Linked DNA regions of Mus musculus: all the other regions are linked to region 3. Evidence: chromatin contacts called from public ChIA-PET and Hi-C data. All regions are on one chromosome and are shown on one strand. Each heading gives the region's core, a stretch centred on a gene start, on an enhancer-like site or on the middle of the called end of the contact. The rest is flanking DNA. Distances are from core to core; before and after follow the strand shown. Region 1 overlaps Aopep (aminopeptidase O). Region 2 overlaps Ercc6l2 (excision repair cross-complementing rodent repair deficiency, complementation group 6 like 2). Region 3 overlaps Fancc (Fanconi anemia, complementation group C).

The links. Hi-C and Micro-C count contacts between places; a contact is called where the count stands out from the background. ChIA-PET counts read pairs in DNA pulled down with a chosen protein or histone mark.
Region 1: a contact with region 3 is called in a Hi-C map of the Ba/F3 cell line, with 1.9 times the contacts expected there. The contact joins two enhancer-like sites. A contact is called at or near these places in 1 of 484 Hi-C or Micro-C datasets (the Ba/F3 cell line) and 2 of 9 other capture datasets (adipose tissue and liver).
Region 2: a contact with region 3 is called in an RNA polymerase II ChIA-PET map of effector CD8 T cells, with 6 read pairs. The contact joins two enhancer-like sites. A contact is called at or near these places in 1 of 484 Hi-C or Micro-C datasets (embryonic stem cells) and 2 of 115 datasets of contacts at active chromatin or transcription factors (effector CD8 T cells and memory CD8 T cells).

What each region holds. Positions count from the first base shown.
Region 1 is chr13:63,111,048-63,114,013 of GRCm38.p6, forward strand. All of the region lies in intron 5 of Aopep (aminopeptidase O), which reads left to right. Among named protein-coding and RNA genes, the nearest start is that of Gm46422, 18 kb to the left of the region's middle. Within about 2 kb of position 1,589, at least 122 of the 459 cell types and tissues checked have an H3K27ac peak or open chromatin away from gene starts, as enhancers often do. A contact at or near this core is called in the Ba/F3 cell line, where this site is marked.
Region 2 is chr13:63,884,418-63,887,680 of GRCm38.p6, forward strand. The region is part of intron 17 of Ercc6l2 (excision repair cross-complementing rodent repair deficiency, complementation group 6 like 2); the gene reads left to right. Among named protein-coding and RNA genes, the nearest start is that of Gm46423, 21 kb to the right of the region's middle. Within about 2 kb of position 1,859, at least 43 of the 459 cell types and tissues checked have an H3K27ac peak or open chromatin away from gene starts, as enhancers often do. A contact at or near this core is called in effector CD8 T cells and memory CD8 T cells, where this site is marked.
Region 3 is chr13:63,410,099-63,413,051 of GRCm38.p6, forward strand. The region is part of intron 1 of Fancc (Fanconi anemia, complementation group C); the gene reads right to left. Among named protein-coding and RNA genes, the nearest start is that of Fancc, 20 kb to the right of the region's middle. Within about 2 kb of position 1,348, at least 78 of the 459 cell types and tissues checked have an H3K27ac peak or open chromatin away from gene starts, as enhancers often do. A contact at or near this core is called in the Ba/F3 cell line, effector CD8 T cells and memory CD8 T cells, where this site is marked.

The DNA.
Region 1 (2,966 bases), core at 339-2,838, 300 kb before region 3:
GGAGGCTGGAAGATGAGTGAGGTTGCAAGAGAGGCTGCAGTGTGAGTCCATGAAACTTGGAAGTACTAAGGCATTACAGGGAAACAGCTGGACTCTGGTGAGAACAGTTTCAGTGCAGAGAGCAGATGGCTAAACCAGTTCTTGCATCTTCTGTGTGCTCAGTGGGATAAGCAGAGAAAGCAGAAAACAAGACAATCATTGTCTTTATTCTAAGGAAATTTATAATTTGAGGTGGATAGGCAATAAACAAGAGAACAAGTAACTGAACAAGGGCTCAATGAGAAAATAGCAGGTGCTTATAGAAAATAAGTCTCATGGCTTTCCCTGGATCAAAACCAGTTGGTGCATTGAACATCACTAGAGTTGCTTATTCGTGTGTTAGGAGTGCAGTTTTCAGCAGAGCTGTCTGCTTTTGGACTGTGCCTTTTGCTTTGGGGGATAAAAATACACTAAAATTGTTTTTGCTGGGCCATTCATGAGGTCTATTTACATTGGGGAATTGTAGCCAGGCATTTCTATAAAGTTTTTTATCTGGGCATGTTTATGTTAGGTTTTGTTTATGTAATATAAATGCACGTTTTCGGCAGCCATTGATTTAAACATGTGAAGGTCATTATGAAAAGTGTTGTTAGTAATAGAGGAGACTCCCAGTGGCATGTGTTTAATGAAGCAGCATGATTTGTAAAATATCCTGAGAAATGTTAATGTTTTGGATTCTTTCCCAAGGGAGGACTTTTTATTTTCTTCCACTCTGTATGCAATGGTCTTTGATTTTATAGTAGTCTGCCGTAGTATCAGACTTTTGCAGAGAACTTTTTGTTTGTTTTAAACAAAGAGCCATCGGTGACACTTACTTGGCTGTGGTTTAATGCTCTTGGTAGTAGTTCACAACTATCTCTGCAGTCTTGGACTGAAGTGGTTGAGGGCTAGAGGGAGACTGTTCCATGGCTGTGTTGACTCACCTTAGTGATTTTCTGGGGACTTGCTACAATTTTCAGCAATTTAGATCTGTAGTTTATCATCTCGGTTATGGTGAAGACCAAAGTCTGGAGAAGAGAAAAGTCCTTAGATAAGTCTTAGGACTGTCCCTGGCTTTTACACGTGAGCAGCATGAATCAGCAGCAGGAAACTGTGCACTGACAACATATTCAAGCCAAACCAGGACTTGGGGGAAAACAGGAAATTTGACCAAATGTCTCTGCCTAGTAACAGGTTCTGTGTGTCTTTGTTAAGATCATCACAGCTTGTTTTAATTCTCTTTAACTTCCTCTCCAAATTCTGATGCTCTGTTTCTGTACAGTTTCTGTGTATCCTTCATTTAATAAGCACTGTGCTTTAAACAGACTGCTTTTCTGTAATAGAGGAATTTCAAGCGGAGGGAATCTATTATGGAATTGAAATGTGTCTTAGTCCATAGGCACTTTGGTGTTAATAAGTTGCTAATTAATAAGCAAAGCTTTGGCCATCATGGTGGCTAAACAGCCTCTAAGCCCGCTGACTGGTAGCATGGCTTGATGCTGTGCACAGTGGCAATGCCTGGGCTGAACACTTTTGATGCGCTTCACACTGTCTTCCTTTACACTTGGACTTTTGTTGTCACTTTAAGAAACTGTTCCTGTTTAATCCGGGACAGCTGTGTACAGTTGAGAATGTGTGCCTTGGTTCTCACAGAAATCTGACCTAACAGACAGCTGTTGGAACTCCTATATGAAAATCTCTTCTAGACAGTTTGTGCTACTGCTGGACACTTTCCAACCACAGATTCTACTTGATAATAACCACCTTGAGGGTGCAAACCAGCAGAGCCGTGCTTCAGCCCGCTGCCTAGAGGAAGATGGCTGATATTGCACATTTTACATTTACAGGTTAGGGCCGGTGCAAATCACCACGTAGTTGGAAAGTAAGAAACCATAAGTCCATAGACAGAAATCCTTCGGCATGGTAATCTCTACTTTCTTTGCCATGTAACTGGACCATAGCAGGAAACCACTGGCTATGAAGCAAGAAGCTGCCTGAACCAGGCAGCCCAGCTACACAAAGAACCATGTGGCTCAAGAGAGGATCTGGACACAGAATCCATTTTAAAGTTTCCAAAATGAATGTCAGGAAGCACAGTCACTGGAATGAGCTCACTGGCGTGTTTTATTTTGAGAAATGTGGGGCATGCCCATTATGAAATGGGAACCTGAAATGTGATCCATCCATCTTAACCAGCCCAGGGCTTTATTCAATTCTTCAAGCCTTAATCCTGTTAGCTCCACGCACAAAGGAAGCGCAGGGCTCCTCTCTGATGACTCTCCCCAGGCCTCCTGGCATCTGCAAACCACATTTTGAATTTTACAAATGAAGCTTATTATTTGATTATCAATGTGAGTAGCCGTGGTGAGGCCGCTTTCTAGATGAATATTCTAGACTGTGTACTTTGAGAAGAAGCCTTAGAAGATGATGGTTTCAGTAACTTCCTAGAATTGGAGGATTTTTTTTTTAAAGGAAACTTATTTGACTAAGTGAATTTTAGTGTGAAGCACATCAAATGAATGACTTTAAACCCTAATTTTTGGTTTTCAAATAAAAGCTATTTGTTGATTTAAAATGTAACCAGCACCATTTATAGCTTTTTTTTAATACTGTATTTTAAAAAGTATGTGCTTAAGGGGTTTTGAAGAGTTTAATGATTCATAATGAGATTATAAAATGAAAAGTTTTGGTTTTTTTTTTTTTTAAGTTACTTTCTCCAAGTAATTCAGAAGGCTAGTGTGAAATTCTTTAGACTTGCTCATGGCTGTAGATCCTTTGGCTGTAGATCTAACCCAGCAAACGTTGAGATCTGCTTCCGATGCTGCTGGGAGCTAATCCACTGAAGTGAACATGAGCTAATGACACATTAGGCCAAATTCTATTATCTGCTTTTCAGCCGGCTGCTGCAGTTTGATTAAATTTAGTTCTGAGGGCTCAGCTTTGAAACA
Region 2 (3,263 bases), core at 609-3,108, 470 kb after region 3:
CAGAGAGTGGGCATTCAGCACATGCTTGTTACTTAATCCCACATTAAAATACAGCATAAAGCAGATCCCTACTACCATTTTACAGTAAAACTCCTTCAACTGAGCTGCTCAGATTAAAGTGGCCATGGTGGCAGGTAATGCAGAACAATTAGTCAGGTTTGAGCAGCATGCGTGCTTACTATACATCATTGTTGGTCATAGTGCTGGCAAAGGAAGCCTGCTTAATAAAGGAGCATGTAGAGAATTGAGTAAGGAAGATGGCCTGCCTATGTATGGAGCTACAATGTGACTTCATCCTCTGTCTCCCACAGTTCTGTGAAATTCCTTCTTCTCCTTCTTCTTCTCCTCCTCTTCCTCCTCCTCCTCCTCCTTCTTCTTCCCTTCTCATTTTCGTTCTCCTTCTTCTTTTACATTTGTTTAGTGTGTGTGTTTTACCATGTATCCCTCCCCCCCCCTGTGTGTGTGTCTATCTGTATCTGTATCTGTGTGTGTGTGTGTCTGTGTGTGTGTGTCTGTGTGTGTGTGTGTGTGTGTGTGTTACATGTACATGGAGCTTGAAGGATTCGGTTTTCTACTTCCACTGTGTGGGGTTTGGGGATTGAACTCAGGTCATTGGGTTTAGAAGCAAGCACCTATGTCTTCTGAGCCGTCTGCCAGGCAAGTTTTGTGAAGTTTCTTACTACAGACTGGGTATGGAGATGCACATCTATATCATGCCAGCACTCCAGAGTCTCAAGCAGAATTGTAAGTTCAGTACCATCCTATGCTGCGTGATGAGTTTTAGGCTAGCCTAGGATCCTGCCGTAAAGCCAACACACAAAATAAAGTTGCTTTAGATTGCAGCTATTGTACCTTCTGGGAGGAAAGGAGCTAGAGTTTCCAACTTCAGTCCCCTCTTCCTCTCACAACATGTTTGTGTTTTCAGGCCTGATTGTCAGTTTTGAACATATGCAGAAAATGTGGCTTTGGTATATATTTGGGTTCAATCCACTAACCAGTTGGTTTTTTCCTAGACAGTGGTTTAAGGTTCAGGAGTAGGTTTTAGCCTTAGGTTTTTGTTGAATACAGAGACCCTACTTTATGATAACCTTGCATAATTAATTTGAATATTTTTCACTGTTGCCCAAAGATCGTTAAACAGTTTTATCACTTTAGATCCAGCTGCCATTTGCATGGATTTTCTTTCACTGTTCTGTCTGTTTTGATAGCTCTCCCAGTTCCTTGCATTGCAAAGATAAGCGAATTTATGCCTTTGTGTGTGCTTACAGTTTGGCCCTTAACCAAAGAGATCTCTTTTTAAGTCTTTTGTTTGAACAGATGTGTAAACAAAACATTGCTGCTTCAGACTTCACAGTTTAAGGCTTGATGAAAACAGAAACTGAAAGAACACTTGATTTGTATTCTTCGTGGCATACTTGGTGTGATCAGGATGATGGAGAGGCAGGGCCACACATGATGGTGACCTTAGAGTGTGCTTAGAACTGTTTAGCTTTGGGAACAAGTTGTAGGCCCCAGACTTTACTGGCATAGGCAGGCCCTCAGTTCATCTTAGAACCAGCTTTCTGAGTTCAGCCTTCTACCATCATGACTTTCCACTGCCTTTGAAAATCTCCACTTAGTTCCAGTTTCCCATTACTGGCTAACCACCTGGATTTAGGACATCAGTATGACTGGTATCCACTTTTCTTGTGTGCCCTAAAAGGAACCAGCGCCATAGCCAGATCCATTCCTCATCTACCTAGTCAAAGATTTCACTAGTTCCTGGTAACCTGCCACAGACAGGCTATCCTGTCTGTGCACCACTGTGAGCAGCCTTCCTCTGCAATGTGTAGGATGAGGTGAGCTGGGGAGATTCTGTGTGCTGGCTATGGATGTGTCTCCAGAATTAGTCCCAAGAGAGATTATCCATAATACCTTTTCTGTAAAATAGAAACTAGAGGCTTGTCTTAGTTTGGGTTTTATTGCTGTGAGGAGACACCATGACCACAGCGACACTTACAAGGGAAAACATTTAATTAGAGCTGGCTTACAGTTCAGAGGTTTAGTTCATGATTGTCACAGTAGGTAGCATGGCAGCATCCAGCATCGAAGAGTGTTCTATATCTGGATCTGCAGGCAGCAGGAAGAGAGAAACCCCAAAGCCCAGTGACACTTTCTCAAACAAGGCCACACCTCCCAGTAGTACCCATCCCTATGGGCCTAGAGGGGCCATTTTCATTTAAACCACAAGGCTCTTCATGATTATCTTCAAAAGTTAGCATCACGGTGGCAAGCTTGTATAACCACAAGGCCGAAGCAAAAGTACCCAAGTTCAAGGCCAGCTTGGACTACATCATTAGTTCTAAGGCCTCCTGCAGCTATACTGAAAACCCTTGTGTTTAAAAAGAAAAGAAGAAAACAGAAAAAAAAAAACCCACAGTTCTTTACTCTCCTGGATTTTAAACTCTTGATACATTTGTTACAGGATGTGGTTATGAGAGGGCCTTTCCCTGTCAAATTCTCATTTCTATGTAAGAACCTTTCTTTAGCAGTTTACCTTCAAATTTATATTACATTTTAATTAATGTTAATAAAAGGAGGTTTTGGGTTTTTTTTAATAAATATTCCCTGAACTATACAGTGCTGTTTTCTAATATACACATTCCATATGTGGCCGAATAAACAGAAAAATGCAAATGTGATCATAGAGCTGTAAGGTAGAAGGATTCCTTCCTTTGAAAGTATACTGACATTAAAGATTGCTATCTACAGTTTTCTTAAGCTTTTCATATTGGAAAATCTGTAGCTTTTTTTTTTTAGTTGAGTCTGCACTGAAAAACTGTTGCTTGAGTAAAAGTAAGGCCCTTGACTTAGGTCTATTGCTTTGAATTACAGATCATGTACTTTACTAAAGGAATGATGGCTAGTGAGACAGCTTAGCAAGCAGGTAAAAGCCAGCAACCCTGGGACCTTGTGATAGAAAAAAGAACTGACTCTGAAAGTTGTCCTTTGACCTCCACACACATGCCTTGGCATGTGAGTACAAAATAAATAAATGAATGTAAAAAGAATACTAAAAAGATAAGATCCAGATTATCCAAGGACATTTGACTGTTTCATATTGTTACAGGATGATAAATAACTTTCATGGTATATAACCAATGTAAGCCTAAAACTATAGTAAGAAGTGAGTTGTTCAGAATTATGACTGATAAGACCTAGTGTGGACTCATTTATTTTCTCAAGTTTTGCTTTGGAGATTTTATTTGTGTGTGTGGTTTTGT
Region 3 (2,953 bases), core at 98-2,597:
ACACAGAGAAACCCTGTTTTGAAAAGTCAAAAAAATAAGGAAGAAATTGTCTTCTTGCCTTTGTCACTGGTGACTTGACTCTGAGTTTACTTCTCCTCTCCATCTTTGCTTCGAACAGGAATTTATCACTCACCAACAAAACCAAGAAAAGATGCCTGCACATTTGTAGGAAGCCATTTTACACTAGGAACTCAAACACACTTCTAGTGAAAAGGCTCCTGCTCTCAGGCAACCTGTGGCCAGTGAGTAAGATCAAGGCCTGTATATCAACAAAGCTTACCTAAGCAGGGTTTCTCACTCTAAGAACAGCTGAGAGCCCCAAGGACAGGTTCAAGTTATTTTTTTTTTTAATCCTGTTAGGTATCACAAACATAAACTAGTAAAGTCCTATGCTTTTAATACTTGTAAAATTAAAAACTAAAAATCTGTAGAAATTTAAAAGTACAGTTTTTACCCATGTAAACACTTGAACAAAGTCCACATGGCAAATGTCTAAAATAAGTGAATTCAATGGACAAGAGTGATTTGACTCAGGTGATACCGTGGTCACTGACATTCACTTCTGACCAGCTTGACCCTGACTCTATGGGCAGTGTGGCATTGCCAGCCACTTCCCTCTTCAAAGCAACAACGGAATGGCAACCTCAAGGTGAGGTCAGACGCTATAAACACTTTCATCTCTGTTCTTTGGTAATGTATCCCAGCATTTCAAGCAGAGCTACTTGTGTGCCAACACAAGCAGCTAGAGGCAATGAAAGTCCAAGGCAGTACCTGGTTAGGCAATGGAGGTGTCTGGAGACTTTTTTATTTTAATTTTATCTTCAAAAGGGTAAAGAGTAAGTACAATCTTTCTAGACAACTTGAGCATGCTAATGAACCCCACCTACTTAATCGTCCTTATCTTCGGGGGCCTGCAAGCCTCAGAAGGAGTTCCTGTAACCGTGTGCTGAGGGCCACTGGACTCATACAGAAGCAGCTTTCTTGTGGTTACGTTTTAGTTCTGTATATAACCAAGTACCTAACTTTGTTTCCTTTACACTCTCAGCCCATGGCTTCCTGTTAAGACAGCACAAGAAATCCTCTTTGATGGGCTCTCTACTCCAAACACAGCGACCAGACGGGACACATCAAAGAGAAAACCCAAAATGTTGTGGTGAAACTAAAAATATATATAAACACTTCCTGAACTGGAACCAGGACAGAAACATAAAGATTCTACCTCGGGAGGAGTTTTGTGCCTCTATGCTTAGAAACCCAAACCAGGCAGAGAACTGCAGGCTAGGCAAGCTGAGAAGGGGACATCTGAACTGACATTTCCGAATGCAATGCCTTTTCACTCAACCCAGCCTGTTGGTGCTGTGCAGTTCGGATCAACCTGATCCAGGCCTCAGCCAGCTTCCTAGAGATGAACTGTCTTATGGCACTGCAGCACCACCTGCTGAAGAGCCAAAAAAAAAAAAAAGAAAAAGAAAAAAAGTCAATCCACAGCTGAAACTGGTTGTGGAGGGATGGCCTCCACATCATTCCAACCAGCTGCTTTCTCTTGTTTTTAAAACTGAAGCCAGTGCTTGCCCAAACTGCCTGAGAATAAACAGTAACCCCTCTTACTTCTCCCATTGCCTGTAATCACCACAGGAAGATGTGTCTGCTTCCCTCACCACAGCGCCAGCCATCTCAGGAAAGACTGTTAGACTCTATTCACATTTTCCATGGGGCTAAGGACACAGCTGAGGCAGCAGAACACAGCCAAATCAACCCTTTCCTCCCCAGCTTGCTTTTGGTCATGGTTTTACCATAGCAACAGTAACTGTAACTAAGACAAATTGGTACCTGGATCATGGGATATTGCTGTGACAAATCTGACTAGGTTGTTTATTGGAGGATTGTTTATTGGAATATTTATTGGAACATTAGGCTAGAAAAGCCAGTGAGTGTTCAAAGCTTAGTGAGCTATTCTGAGGGAACGTTAAAGATAAGATTATTCAGAGCAGGGGCTGGAGAGATGGCTCAGTGATTAAGAGCACTGACTGCTCTTCCAGAGGCCCTGAGTTCAATTCCCAGCAACCACATGGTGGCTTACAATCATCTGTGATGGGATCTGATGCCCTCTTCTGGTGTGTCTGAACAGAGCAACAGTGTACTCATATACATAAAATAAATAAATCTGGGGAAAAAAAAAGAATATTCAGAGCAATGCAGACAATGGAGTCCTGGGAAGCTCCAGAGGGAAGTTTAAAAGCCACCCAAAGACTCTTATCAGGGCTATTTGCTACTCTGAGCTGATAATCTGTGGTTCTGGTTGTCTGGGGCTAAAGAGTCAGCTGTGATTAACAAAGGACGAGAGCCACTAAAATTAAACCTTTGCTGGGACAGTTGATGCTGGTCAGCTGGAGCGAAGAAATCAGTGGTAGTTTTGTTGTTTGTTTGTTTGTTTTTAAGAGACATGGAAGGAAAATCTGCAAAGTGTTTCCCCAGAGTTGGCACACAGAAGCTGTGTTTCAGAAGTGCCCAAGACTTGGTAATGTGTAAGACCATCCAGTTGGTGCTAGTTTTGAAGGCATGAAAGGGTCATAGCAAGCAAGTGGGGCTTGGCACTCTGAGAAGCCAGGACAGGCCATTAGAAAAGGTACAGCCTTAGTAGCAGTTGAAGTCCTACGAAGGGATCGTGGAGACAAGATGAGGCTTGGCATGAGGAAGAGAGCCCTGAAGAAAATCACAGTCCAATTACAGCAGAGACCCCAGCATTTTGGAGACGCCAGTCCATGGGATGTCATGGTCATCTTGTATGGCCGCCAAGGACAGCAACAGCAGTGGAGTGGAGGCTGCCAAAGCCTGGAGGACAAGTTGTGTATGCTGTAGAAGATGGAGCCAGAGAAGTGGTTTAAGCCTCTGGAGAAACCCAGAAGACTGTGAGTGAATCCCAGCATTGGACATTGATTTATTTACACTTTTG